2 separate regions of the Rattus norvegicus genome follow, and region 2 is linked to region 1. A link is a contact called in public Hi-C data. All regions are on one chromosome and are shown on one strand. The core of a region is the stretch at or near the end of the contact, and the rest is flanking DNA. Distances in the headings are between cores, read along the strand shown. Region 1 overlaps Arfgap3 (ADP-ribosylation factor GTPase activating protein 3). Region 2 overlaps LOC120093699 (a long non-coding RNA gene).

Evidence for each region. Hi-C and Micro-C count contacts between places; a contact is called where the count stands out from the background.
Region 2: a Hi-C map of mammary epithelial cells shows a contact between it and region 1, with 3 times the contacts expected there. The contact joins two enhancer-like sites. A contact is called at or near these places in 6 of 12 Hi-C or Micro-C datasets (the Rat2 cell line, Schwann cells, frontal cortex and 3 more).

What each region holds. Positions count from the first base shown.
Region 1 is chr7:116,344,262-116,350,893 of GRCr8, forward strand. It overlaps Arfgap3 (ADP-ribosylation factor GTPase activating protein 3), which reads right to left. Exons shown (of 16, transcript NM_001044273.1): 3 at 1,301-1,373. Among named protein-coding and RNA genes, the nearest start is that of Arfgap3, 12 kb to the right of the region's middle. Within about 2 kb of position 2,705, at least 29 of the 93 cell types and tissues checked have an H3K27ac peak or open chromatin away from gene starts, as enhancers often do. A contact at or near this core is called in Schwann cells, where this site is marked.
Region 2 is chr7:116,487,072-116,493,703 of GRCr8, forward strand. It overlaps LOC120093699 (a long non-coding RNA gene), which reads left to right. Exons shown (of 2, transcript XR_005487277.2): 2 at 1-1,458. Among named protein-coding and RNA genes, the nearest start is that of Ttll1, 38 kb to the right of the region's middle. Within about 2 kb of position 2,705, at least 27 of the 93 cell types and tissues checked have an H3K27ac peak or open chromatin away from gene starts, as enhancers often do. A contact at or near this core is called in Schwann cells, where this site is marked.

The sequences.
Region 1 (6,632 bases), core at 1,455-3,954:
TTCTTTTTTTTTTTTTTTTTTTTTGGTTCTTCTTATCGGAGCTGGGGACGGAACCCAGGGCCTTGCGCTTCCTAGGCAAGCGCTCTACCACCGAGCTAAATCCCCAACCCCTAGGATCTTTTTTTAAAATAAAGATTTACTTATTTACTGTATGTGAGTACACGGTTGCTGTCTTCAGATACACCAGAAGAGGGCATCAGATCCCATTACAGATGGTTGTGAGCCACCATGTGGTTGCTGGGAATTGAACTCAGGACCTCTGGAAGAGCAGCCAGTGCTCTTAACCACTGAGTCATCGGTCCAGTCCTAGGCTTAGGATTTTGATTCTAAATATTTAAGCCGAGACATAATTTTTTGAGATATATATTAATATAATTTCATTTTCTTTCTTCTAGCATTTCACCATATATCCTTGCTGGCCTGGAACTCCCTATGTAGACCAGGCTGGCCTCAAACTCACAGAGATCCTCCTGCCCCTGCTTGCTGGGTGCCAGGGGTGCCTTGCCAGGTGTGGGACCACATGGGACCACATACAATTTCTTGCACCTGGCTCAGCTGCACCTGGGAAAGGACTCCAGTTGCCAGTTGGTATCATTTGGAAACAAATGGGGCGGCACTGCTTCAAAAGATTTTTCTGGCTAGACTGTCCTCTTCTTTGTCTAACGTGCTCTGCTCATATTGTACCCTCTTGTACCCCCTGTCACTGCCCGTCCCAACAACTCCCTTTCTTTCATGTTTTCTGTTGGCCTTGCCTTTTTGTGTGACCCACGGAGTTCAGGTCAGGGGCTATTTACTGGAGCCTGAATAACTATCCTCTGGTTATACCACTGAAGAAAATGAACCCTACCATGCCCTGCTACACACACACACACACACACACACACACACACACACACACACACACACACTTCATTGAAAAGGTTTCTACCACTTGAGACCTACATCTCTCTAATTAGTGTAAATACGCATATTTCCAGTGTATGCACAGGGGTCACCCCTTCAAGGGTAAGAACCTCCTTTTGTTTTAAGCATGTCCGCTCTTATACATCCTTGCCTGCTCTCTGTTTCCTTAAAGCACTACGCCGCTGTTCTTTTCTCTTTAATTTGTTTTCTTCAGCTGTGCTGCGACTTGGCCACAAGAGGAGCCTGCTTGTTACCAGATCCCCAGCCCAGCAGGCCCTCCATGGCTTCTGAACAAACATGACCCGAGCTTCTGCCCCCTGAGCCGACTTCTTGCCCCACAGCCCCAGGCACAGCAACTGAACTTCAGGAAAGAGGAGGGAGGGCCTTGGGGACTTACAGCATTTGCGTTCCCGCCAACTTGCATGCATCGAAGCTGGAACCAGGACCAGTTAGAATCCAGTTCTGTGGACCTGGGAGGATCAAGGATTACAAGATGTGAAACTGTCCTTCTCGGGCATCAAACTGCTCACTAAGCTTTCAAGACATTCTCTCAGGGCTGGAGGGATGGCTCAGTGGTTAAGAGCGCTGACTGCTCTTCCAGAGGTCATGAGTTCAATTCCCAGCAACCACATGGTGGCTCACAGCCATCTGTAATGAAATCTGATGCCCTCTTCTCCCCTGCAGACATACTTGCAGGCAGAATGCTGTATACATAATAAATAAATAAATCTTAAACAAAAACAAAACAAACAAACCAAAACCCATGTTCCCGTGCTGTGGGATTCAGGGAATTCTGTGTAGCCAGGCATGGAGCCGGGCACCTCTCATCCCTGTAACCCGCACGGGCGGAGCCTTGCCAGACTTCCATGAGACCCTGTTTCAAAGCCCCCAAGGGGTAGGATGGGAGCTCAGGGTGAGTGCCTGCTATGTGTGGGTGCCTTACCACATGTGTGTCTGTGCACCATGTGCATGCCTGGTCCCTCAGAGGTCAGAAGAGGGAGGTCTGACTGCCTAGAGCTACAGGAACCAACCTGGGTTCCCTGGAAGAACAGCCAGTGCTTTAAATCACTGAGCCATCTCTCCATCCTCTTCTCTTCTCCTTTACAATGTACTTTTATCATGTGCGTGTATGGTGCATATATCACACAGAGGCCTATGGATTCCCTGGGGATGGGGTTACAGGAGCTTCCCTGTCTGACGGGAGTGCGGGAACTGAACCTGGGTCCTCTGCAGGAGGAACCAGGGCTTCCTGCTGAGCCTTCTCTCCAGCTTCCTTGAAGGGGAATCTGAAGCTGAGCTGACAGGGACTCCTTTGGAGCTGATGGTGGAGGCCTGAGCACACCCGCCCCAGCAGGTAGCAGCCTTGGGCAGCACTCACTGCCCCGGGAAGAGCCGAGGCTCTGCACAGCGTCCTAAGACTCTGGGTGCTGAGGAAAAACCGCCCCTGTTAACCAAAGAGGTGAGGAGGCGGAGATGCAGTACCTTCTTTCAAATCCCTTGAGCAGTCAGTCATCTGTCTGAGTCTGAGCAACCCTGGTGCGGGGCAGGGCCAGGACAGTCCCAGCCCTGCGGAGTGCTGGGCCCAAGCATCGTGACTACTTGGTCTGTACACACACTCCTAACTAACTCTGGCTGCCAACCAAAGACAGTTCAGAAATTACTCTGTCCTTTGTAAAGTCACTATCATGAAATTAACCTAAAAATAAAACTCCCCTTGGTTAAATAGACCATCTATGGTTCACAGTGACACGTGTGAGAGCTACCACTGCCTGTGTGCCTGTGCTCATCTGTGTGCGGGTGTGTGGCTGGCAGAGGGAGAGGGAGTAGGAAGGGAGGGGCCAGTGCAGGGGTGTTCATGTCTCACACTGGGGCCGCTGAGATCTTTTCATGGTGGGTATTGTGTTGTTCTTCCGAGCTGGGCCTTTTGTTTACGTCTCTCTTTGTGGGTCTAAGTGATCCACTCGGGCTCCCTGGAGCCAGGCTTGGGATGGCTTGTTTGACTGCTTGCTGGATTTTGTCTTTCTCTGTAGTCCTGGCTAGCCTGGACTTAGTTTCTCCTGTCCACAGCCTAGGCAGCTGCCTTTTGGCTCAGTGCTTTTTAGTTGCTATTTTTTGACTCTTCCTTAAGTGTGTGACTCATACATTTATCTGACTTTTAAGAGGCCCATGTTTGAACCTGCACAGGCCCAACAGATCTTCGTGTTCAGGCTCCAGGCCAGCCCTCTTCCTACCTGCTTTCCTGGAACTCTGTGCACCGGCTTACGCCTCAGAGGTGAACCAGAGCACAGGCCAGAGGATAAGCAGGGACCTGGAAATGAACTGGACTGAACAGCACAAAGCAGAGGGAGGAGCAGTGTGGGTGGCCTCATGCCAGCCCAGCCTTTCTATACTCTGGACAGGGTGTGGCGATGTGTATGAACAGCTCATGACCAATCTGGGAAAAACATTCTGGAAAGAATATCTGGAAGCTGGGGGAGGGGTGGTGGTATTAGGAGTCTGGGAAAGGAAGGTTACAATTCAGAGCCAGTGTGGACCACAGAGTGAGTTTAAGGCCAACCCAGGCAATGTACGAGGACCTGTCTCAAAAGGGCTGGGGATCTCGTTCGTTGGTAGAAGAGTTGCCTAGCATACATTAATGTGGCTCTGTATGCATACAAGGTCCTCAGCTCTGTCCCCAGGGCATTTTCAGCCCCCACATCCCCCACACATGAAGTTATACACTTAGCTTTAACCACAAACAAGAATCAACTCAAACTGGCATGGACCTTTAATCCCAGAACTTGAGAGGCAGGGGCAAATGAACCTGTGAGTTTGAGGCCAGCCTGGTCTACATAGTGAGTTCCAGACCAGCCTGGTCTACATAGTGAGTTCCAGGACAGCCAGGGCTACATAGTGAGATCCTATCTAAGTAACAAAAACAAAACTCAGAAGGGTCAAAGGCATACTGTGATAATCGAAACCAGAAAACTCTTGGAAGGAGCAAGATGAAGACTTACGGCAGTGGGTCTGGTGCGTGTACCTCGAGAGGCGTGTGCTAACTGGACGCCAGGGAAGTTAAAGCAGGTGTATCAAAGAACAGAGTATGGGGCCAGGCAGTGGTGGTGCACCTCTTCAATCCCACACTCAGGTGGCAGAGGCAGCCACCTCTGCCTCTGAGTTTGAGGTCAGCCTGGTCTACAGAGCGAGTTCTAGGACAGCCAGGGCTACACAAGGAAACCTTGTCTCAAAAAAAAAAAAGTGAGAAAATATTTTCAAATCGTGTCTATTATAAGGGATCAGGATATGGCAAACATAAAGAACTCTGAAAGCTCAACACAATGAACGACCCAATCCAAACCAGGCAAGAGCAGGAATAGGAATCTTCAGAGCAGAAACACAGAGGGTCCACGGTGCATGAGAAGATGGCAAGTAGCAACCACTGGGAAATTCACATCAGAAATATGAGGAGAAACTACCTCACACCCAATGGCTGGTACGAGGGGGGGGGAGGGTAGGAGGGAGGGACGGAGGAACGGAGGGAAGGAGTCTTGGCAGCATGCATGAGGCCCCTGGTTCAGTCTCCAGCACCACAGAAAAGACAAAAGAGCAGAGGCAGGAGGGTGAGGGCCAGGAAGAGGAGGAGAGGAAGAGGAGGAAGATGCTGTGTGCCAGTGAAGATGAGAGGAAATGACTCCTGCTGTTCTGATGGCGCTGGCGGGAATGTATGGACAGAGTCGTTCTGGACAAGGAGGAGCTTCCTCACAAGAGGAGAAACATAATCACCGCTGGAGTCATTGACAGCACTTCCGAGTGCTGTCCCCAAGGGACTCAGGACAGTTCTCAAAGTGACACTTGTATGTACGAACTCAAGGCATCTTTATCTAAATGGCTACCATGTGGGAGCAATTCAAGTGTCTACCCACGGTTGGACAGACAAGCAAATCGGCGTCTACAGATCACTGGGGTGTTATTCAGCCTCAGCAGAGGCAGGGGATACGGACCATGAACAATGGGTGGTAAGCGTGCGCTAAGCAAAACGAGCCAGTGCAAGGCAGCCAGCACCCAACTCTGTCCATATGCGATGTGAAGGCTTGAGTCAGTGACCACAGGCTCCGGTGCCAAGCCCCTGGTCCCAGCTGGTGGATCTGTGTGGAAGGTTATGGCACCTTAGGAACTAGAGCCTTGCTGGAGGATGTCAGTCAGGGAGGCTTTAAGTTCTTAGAACCTTGCCACTCTTCCTGACCTCTCTCTGCCTTCTGGCTGTCAGGCTGACCTCATTTCCTGCTGTGATTTTTTTTTAAAAATCATGATGGACTCTCTCTTTGGAACCCTGAGCCAAAATGAACTCTCCTTAAGTTGCTCGTGGATATGTGTTTATCACAGGAATAGACTGAAAACTAGAACATGAAGGTATTAAAATATGCAAATCATAAACCAGGTGGTGGTGGTGTATGGTTTTAATCCCAAGCACTGTGGGTTCGAGGCCAGCCTAGTCTACAGAGTGAGTTCCAGAACAGCCTGGGCTACATGGAGAAATGCTGCCTTGAAAAACCAAAATAATAACAATAACTGAGAATAATGGCCAAAGACACGACAAGTATATACGGCTCATTCCAAACATTCTGGAACCAGAATCTCAGACGAAAGATGACTGATATTTTGAAACAAGGAAGAATATTCAAAGCAACTTCCTTTTCTAGTAACTACCTCTGCAGTGACCCAGCTACACCAGGCCTCAGGTAGGGCAGAGATGGCTCTGAGGCTAGGGGTGCTCACTGCTCTTGCAGAGGAAATGAGTTTGGTTCCCAGAATCTATGTGACACACAATTCCCTGTAACTTCAGCTCTAGAAGATCAGAGGGTGTCTGCTGGCCTCCATTACCAACCACACACACACACACCACACCACACACACACACCAATCACTCACAGATAAACAGACACACACACACACACACACACAAATTTTAAAAAGAATTAAAGACAGCAGATGCTGTCGCCATCACTGTATAGTTTCTCTGCTGCCATGTAAAAACCCACCAGGACAAATGCTACTTTACGGTAGTCACACTGACAATATTCCTTAGGTTCAAATAACAACAACAACAAGAAGAAATCATTCCCACAGTTCTTTCCCAGAAGAGGACCAGGGCGACAGGCCAGCTGCTGGAGGAAGTGGCACTGAAGAGGCCCGAGTCCCTGAGATGCCCTGCAGAAGGTGCCCTGACAAGGCCCAGGCAGCTGGTGCACACACCTTGCTGGGCCTCTAGTCTGACTCCAGTCCTCCCCTTCTCCTACCCCGACCAGTCACGATTTCACTTCACTTCGCTTCAGAGGCTCTTTCCCTCCCACAGTGGGGCTGCACCTTTCTCTGGAGCCTACAGGGTGGAAGAGGAAGGAATTTCTCACTGGAAGGCCAATGTAGCCCATGCTCTTGGTAAAGAGGGAAGAAGGGCCTTCCTACATAACCATGTGACATCAGCACACAGAGCTGGACAAACTCATGGGCTCAGGCTTTGCCCTCCTGGTGCCAATGGGAATTGGGAGCCGGAGGAGGATGCTGGGGGCCACACCTGGATGAGGAGGACCACCCCTCATGTGCACTCTCAACCTTGTGTGTGTGCAGGAGGCCCCTTCTCTCGAGTGCGTACTTTCATTTCTTAGAAGGCACTGGAGGGAAAGGAACTGCTGCTCTGAGACCTCACATCTGACTCTGTCTTCAACACCAGAGCTTTATTTCTCTCACAAGAT
Region 2 (6,632 bases), core at 1,455-3,954, 140 kb after region 1:
TAAATCATCTTTAACTTTTGTTGTTGGTTCTTGTCTGGGGAGGGGAGGGTCTTTCTCTACACAGCCCTGGCTGTACTGGAATTTACTATCGTAGACCAGAGATCTGTTGGGAGCATAGCCCAGTCAGTGGAGCGCTTGCCCTGACTCCATTTTCAGTATCTTATACATTGAGCCTGTTGGCAAATGTCTGCAATCCTAGCGCTCATAGAGGCAGGAGGAACAGAACTTCATTGTCATCCTTGGTTATATAGCAAGTTCAAGCCCCTCCCCACTCACACACAGGTGACGAGACCCTGTCTCTGATGTGGGCTGGGAGTGGGAGTGGGAGTGGTGAGGGGTAGAGGATATAGAGACGATTTCCCACATGCCTGCACTCCTTTCCTCCGATCTCCCCTCCACCCCTATCCCCAGCATCTATCACTTTGATCTCAGGTCAGTGGACATAGTTGTTACAAATGACTGATCAACACTAGTATATCACTACTGACTGAAGTTCATAGCACACATTAGGGGTTATGGTCTGTGTTGTTTTCCATAGGGTTTGACCGATTCCTGGGTCTACCTTATCCTACAGAGTCCTTCTATGACCCTAAAAATCTGCCCTCTGTGTTCACAACTATAACCCCAGTACTGGGGAGGCGGAGGCAGAATCATGAGTCTCAGCATAGCCTGGGTTACATAGTAATACTGTTTTTTTCAAAAACAGTTTTGAAGTAAAATTGAGAATTAAAACACAGGCATGTGGTGGTGCAGGCCTCTAATTCTGGCACTTAAGAGATAAAAGGTAGGAACAAAAGGAGTCCAAAGTCACCCTTAGCCACAGAATAAGTTCGAAACTACTCTGAGCTATGTAAGCGCCTGTCTCAAAAACAAAATCCCAAAAACCAAACCAACAAACCAAAAATCCTAAGATGGGCCAACAAGATAGTCCAGTGGGTAAAAGCTACTGTGTGTGCTAGTGAGTTTTATTCAATTTGACACCTGCTAAAGTCATATGAGGGGAGGGAACCTCAACCGAGAAAAATACCTCCATGAGATCCAGCTGTAGGGCATTTCCTTAATTAGTGATTGATGGGGGCTGGTGGTCCTGGGTGCCATAAGAAAACAGGCTGAGCAAGCCAGTAAGCAGCACCCCTTTGCCTCAGCTCGTACCTCCAGGTTCCTGCCCTGCTTAAGCTCCTGACCTGACTTCCTTCGATGATCCTTTCCTCCCTAACTTCCTTTTGGTCATGGTGTTTCATTGCAGCAATAGAACCCTAAGACACTGTGCAAGCCTTGGCGACCTGGATTTGTTCTCAGGAAGCCACAGAGGAAGGAAAGAACTAACATTGAAAGTTATCCTCTGGGGTTGGGGATTTAGCTCAGTGGTAGAGCGCTTGCCTAGGAAGCGCAAGGCCCTGGGTTCGGTCCCCAGCTCCGAAAAAAAGAACCAAAAAAAAAAAAAAAAAAAAAAAGAAAGTTGTCCTCTAACCACACACACACATAACATATACATCCACACACACATACAACATACACATAACACACAACACACATAACATACACATACTAAACACATAACATATACATCCACACACACATACAACATACACATAACACACAACACACATAACATACACATACACATACATACAACATACACATAACACACACATAACATACACATACACGGGGTTGGGGATTTAGCTCAGTGGTAGAGCGCTCAGTGGTAGAGCGCTTGCCTAGCAAGCGCAAGGCCCTGGGTTCAGTCCCCAGCTCCGAAAAAAAAAACAAAAACAAAAAACATACACATACACACATAACATACACATAACACACACAACACACATCATACACACACACATATACACATACACATAACCACACAACACACATCATACACACACACATACACAACATACACATAACACACACAACACACATCATACACACACATATACACATACACATAACACACACAACACACATCATACACACACATATACACATACACACACAACATACACATAACACACAACACACATCATACACACATATACACATACACATAACACATTCATATACACACATCATACACACATATATACACCACATACACACACATACACACATATATACACATACACGTACACGCTACATAACATAATACAAAATAATAATCCAGTAAAACTCTTTAAGCTTGGGTAGGGAAAGATGGATGGTCTATTTGGCAAGAGAGAAACGTGACAGAAAGACAAGTCTGGTCTGGACACTGGCGTGACTGAAATGGTAGGTCTAGGCATGACACCTTGACAGACAACAGCAGAAAGCCTCAGCAGCAAGGTGCGCTTTAATCGGGTCTTAGGGCATAGGAGGATTCTGTAGGGAAGGGAAGAACACTCCAGGAAGATAGATGATCAGTGTGGGCTGCGGCTTTGAGACAGGGGATCACATCACGGAGTGCCAGGAACATGGTGGAGGGGCGTGCTACAAGTGTATCTGCAACTGGGAATGTCACTCTAGTCCAAGTAACCGGCCAGGCCATATGTGGGCTGTGACCTGATGCTCCTAAGCCCAGGCAGCTGCTGGGCAAAAATTTCCACTTGTCTCCCTGCTTCTTGTGGCTCTCAAAGCCTTTCTGTTTGAGCTCCCTTAGAGGTGAGGCAGGAGACACAGCCCTCTCCCTGCCGGATGTGGGTGTCTGGTGTCACCGGGGCAGGACACACCCCTAGCTTTATGGCTATGACTCAGCCCTCACCAAGCCCAGGGCTCTCCCAGCACAGGGCACACCCTCCCTTGGCATACCATACCGGCTGTTCTTTATTAGCAAAGGGCCTTGGGCAGGGTTTGGAAACAGCCTGCCCAGGGGACAATGGGAAAGGAAAGGAGAGGGCAGCTCCTACCAGCAGGTGTGTCATATTCTCTGCTAAGAATAGCTGCGAGGCAGCAAACCCTGGGCCCAGGCCCAAGTGTTCAGGTTCAGCCACTGCTCCTACCTAGGTGGCAGGCAGGAATGACTGTCACTCTCATGTCACTGACCCTCCCCAAGGAAACAGGCTCAGAGAGGCCAGATTGACATGGGAAGCATGAAGGTGGCAGAGATTCCTCCCGAAAGGCACATTCATCTAACGTCTACTGTGTGCTGGCAATGGGGGAGGGCCCAGCCCACTGTGAGTGGTGCCACCCCGGGGGCAGGCAGTTCTGGGTTTTATAAGAAGCAGGCTGAGCAAGGCATTATGACCAAGCCAGTCCAGTAAGCAGCACTCATTCATGACCTCTGCATCAGCTCCTGCCTCCAGTTTCCTGTCCCCTTTGAGCTCCTGGCTTGACTTCCCTGAGTGATGGACTGTAAGCCAGCTTGCAGATGGGAGAGGCGTCTCTGACATCCACAGGATGGAGTAACATAAGGAGCCTCGGAAGTTACTGACCTGACCGATGGTCCAGATGAGGACCAGGGAGGTACCGAGCGGCTGCGGCTCTAGCCACAGCTCTGCAGACTTCCTTCTGAAACGGACCAGGCTCTAACCTAGTCCTGCCTGTGAGATCCTGGAGTGGTTCTGACCCTGGGGAGCACATGCCCTTTCTAGACAGGGAGGAGTCACCTGCACCCAACAGTCAGCTCTTCCAGACCACCTTGCACAGCATCACGCCCTGAGCCCTCAGCGGCAGGCACGGGCTCCTCCCTCCCCTTCCGCCTGTCCACTTGACCCCAGAGTCTCGGAAGCAAAGACCTCGCTGCTTGTCCACAGCTGGGCTAAGTAGTGAAGACCATTGTCATTGCTGACAAAATGAAAACAAATGAACCCTGAAAACCAAAGGACAACAAACAAACAAACAAAAACAAAAAACCTCCAAGCTCCGCCCTTCTGCTCGCTGGCGAAGTCCTATAAGCCCATATCCCTATAGACTGCTTTGTTCAAGCTTGCTATAAGAGTTAAGGATGAATGACCTTGACCTTTCTGTCCTCACTTGTAGGGTGGCTGGGGTCCCAGGCAGGCACCAGCCGCCACACTCACCCTAGACCTCCATTCGAGTCACTCTGGCAGTTTCTGGTTTCACCTTGATTAGAAGATCCGAAACTGGAAGGGCTGGTGACTTCCCCATTATTAGGTTGTTACCCTGAAACAGGATTGCTTTATAACCCTGAGCAAATGACCTCTGCATGGGCAGTCCCTTTGAGAAAGTCCTTTCTTAGAAGGTGCCAACCCCTTTCCCACTCCTGCCCTCTGCTGGCCAGCAGAGGACAGCTCCCTACTCTCTCCTACATCTTCATCTTCCTCAGTGGACTCCCTTCCCATACCCTCAGCTCCCAGCTACCTTCACTGAGAGGCAAGCTCAGGATCACCCTCCCTGCTTCTCTAAGAACACCAACTCTTGCTCCTCGAAAACATCCAATGGCTGCCTAGCGCCTACAGCAAGGGTAAGACTTCTTCACCAGGCATCTTCCAACGTCCGCCCCTCACCGTCTTTGTGAAATGATCTCAAGCCATTCCCCATTCTCCTGCTTCTGTCCATTCGCTGTTATGCAGAGCACAGCTTGAAAAGCAGCTCCAACTGGAAGCCACCCCAGACAGCCCGCATTGGAACGGATGGAGCACCCTCATCCCTGCTGCTCTGGCCTAGAGCACAGGCACACGTACGCGCACACGCGCACACATACACACATGCACACACTACAGCAAGTGTTTGTAAATGCTGCTCTAGAATTTTTTTTAACCCAGCATCTTCCTTTCCTCAGCCATGTGAGGTAAGAGGGCACAGTTTAACTTCCTGGCAGATGAGAAGGCTAAAGCTCAGAGAGGCTCAGTAACTAGTTTGCAGTCACACAGCAAGGCAGCGAGCTAAGCGAGGGAAAGGGCCCAGGTCCCTAGATGCCTGGTCCTGCCACTGAGCAGTTAGCACTAAAATCTTCCCACGAGTCTTTCAGTCCCCAAACTCACGCACATCCAGAGAGTGTTAGGAGTCAGCAGCTTCCACTGTCCAGGCTCCCCCCGGCTATTGTCCCGTGGCTGTGACCAGGTGTTTCCTTTCCATCAGGCTCTGGCCAACATCTCTGCTTTTCCTACATGAAAGCAGCCTCACGCCCAGAGCCACTCAGAGAGTCACATGGTAAACTTCCACAGTAGCTTCTTCCCTCCAGAAGCTTTGTGACCTGCCAGAAGTGCCCTTAAGGCTTTAAGAAATGTCATTTGCAAAGTCCTTAACTGCACCACAGCCCTTACCACTGACCCTGGAGTCTGTGGGTCCCTACCTCACTGAGGAAAATGGCATAGTGCCCAGAGCTGGCTGCCTTGAGATCCCCGCCCTCGCTGCTCACGCACCCTCCCAGTCCCTGAAGTGCAGACTGGAGAAAGCTGTCTACGTGTAAGTTAAGATCAGGAAGGCTTCTGCCAACCTGGGGAGGGATTCAGCCTTTCCTAAACCCAGCGGTGTCCAAACCCCACATCCCCAGGTTGAACCTTAAAGCTTCTTGTTTTCTCCTGTTCTTCCTAAGGTATCACGGGGCAGTGGGTTCATGACGGACAGCAGTGAGAATACGCAGACTGAAACCAGAGTGTCTCAGTACAGGAGGGACCCACTGTAGGCTTGGAGTAGCCATTGTAAAGCTTGGAGAAAGCAGGTCAAGATTCTGCTCTTGGTTGGTGGCTACAGTGGTGGTGACAGCGGCGGAGGCAAGCCATTCAGAAATAGCTGTTACAACCTTGTCTGCAGCACAGGAGCCCAAGAAAGAGGCTGGGACCTAACTAGTAAACCAGCTATGGTCCCTGGGATACAGTGGGCAATCCAAGGCTTGGATGATGGTCACGCTGTTACCTGCTTTAGAATATTGGATTTGGGGCTGGAGACTTGGCTCAGAGGGTTCAGATCACTGGATACTCTTCCAGAGGACCCAGGTACAGATCCCAGGTTGAGTTTCCAGCACCAATAGGTGGCTCACAACTGTCTATAATTCTGGTCCCAGAGGATCTGATGCCCTCTTCTGGTCTGTGCAGGTAATGCAAGAGCCTGGTTCACATGCATGCATGCATGCATGCATGTAAAACACCCATACACATAAAAACACAACTTTAAACAAATTTCAACGGCAATAAAGAATCCCAGGAGGGTGGAGGGGTGTTCTTTGTGTGGTAATCAAAGTCCTAGGGAGAACAGTGTCAGAGACCAGGAGCCTCCCACCCATGGTCTGTGCAGGTAATGCAAGAGCCTGGTTCGCATGCATGCATGCATGCATGCATGCATGTAAAACACCCATACACATAAAAACACAGCTTTAAACAAATTTCAACGGCAATAAAGAATCACAGGAGGGTGGAGGGGTGTTCTTTGTGTGGTAATCAAAGTCCTAGGGAGAACAGTGTCAGAGACCAGGAGCCTCCCACCCATGCTGTATCTGGTGTAGCCATGGTGCTCCCATGAGCGAGCTCTTAGATGTTCCCTCAATCTATCACTTGACATTGTTTGTAGCAGTTCCAGGTTCCCAGGGGCTGAGGTCTAGAACAAAGGTTGAACAGAACAGTTACAGGACAGGACAGGACAAGACAGGACAGGACAGGGTGAGAGGAGGGACAGCATTAGTGTGGGGGAAAAATATCAAGAAAACTTAGTTCCTGGATGTGTGTGTGAGAGAGAGACAGTCAGATAGACAGATACTG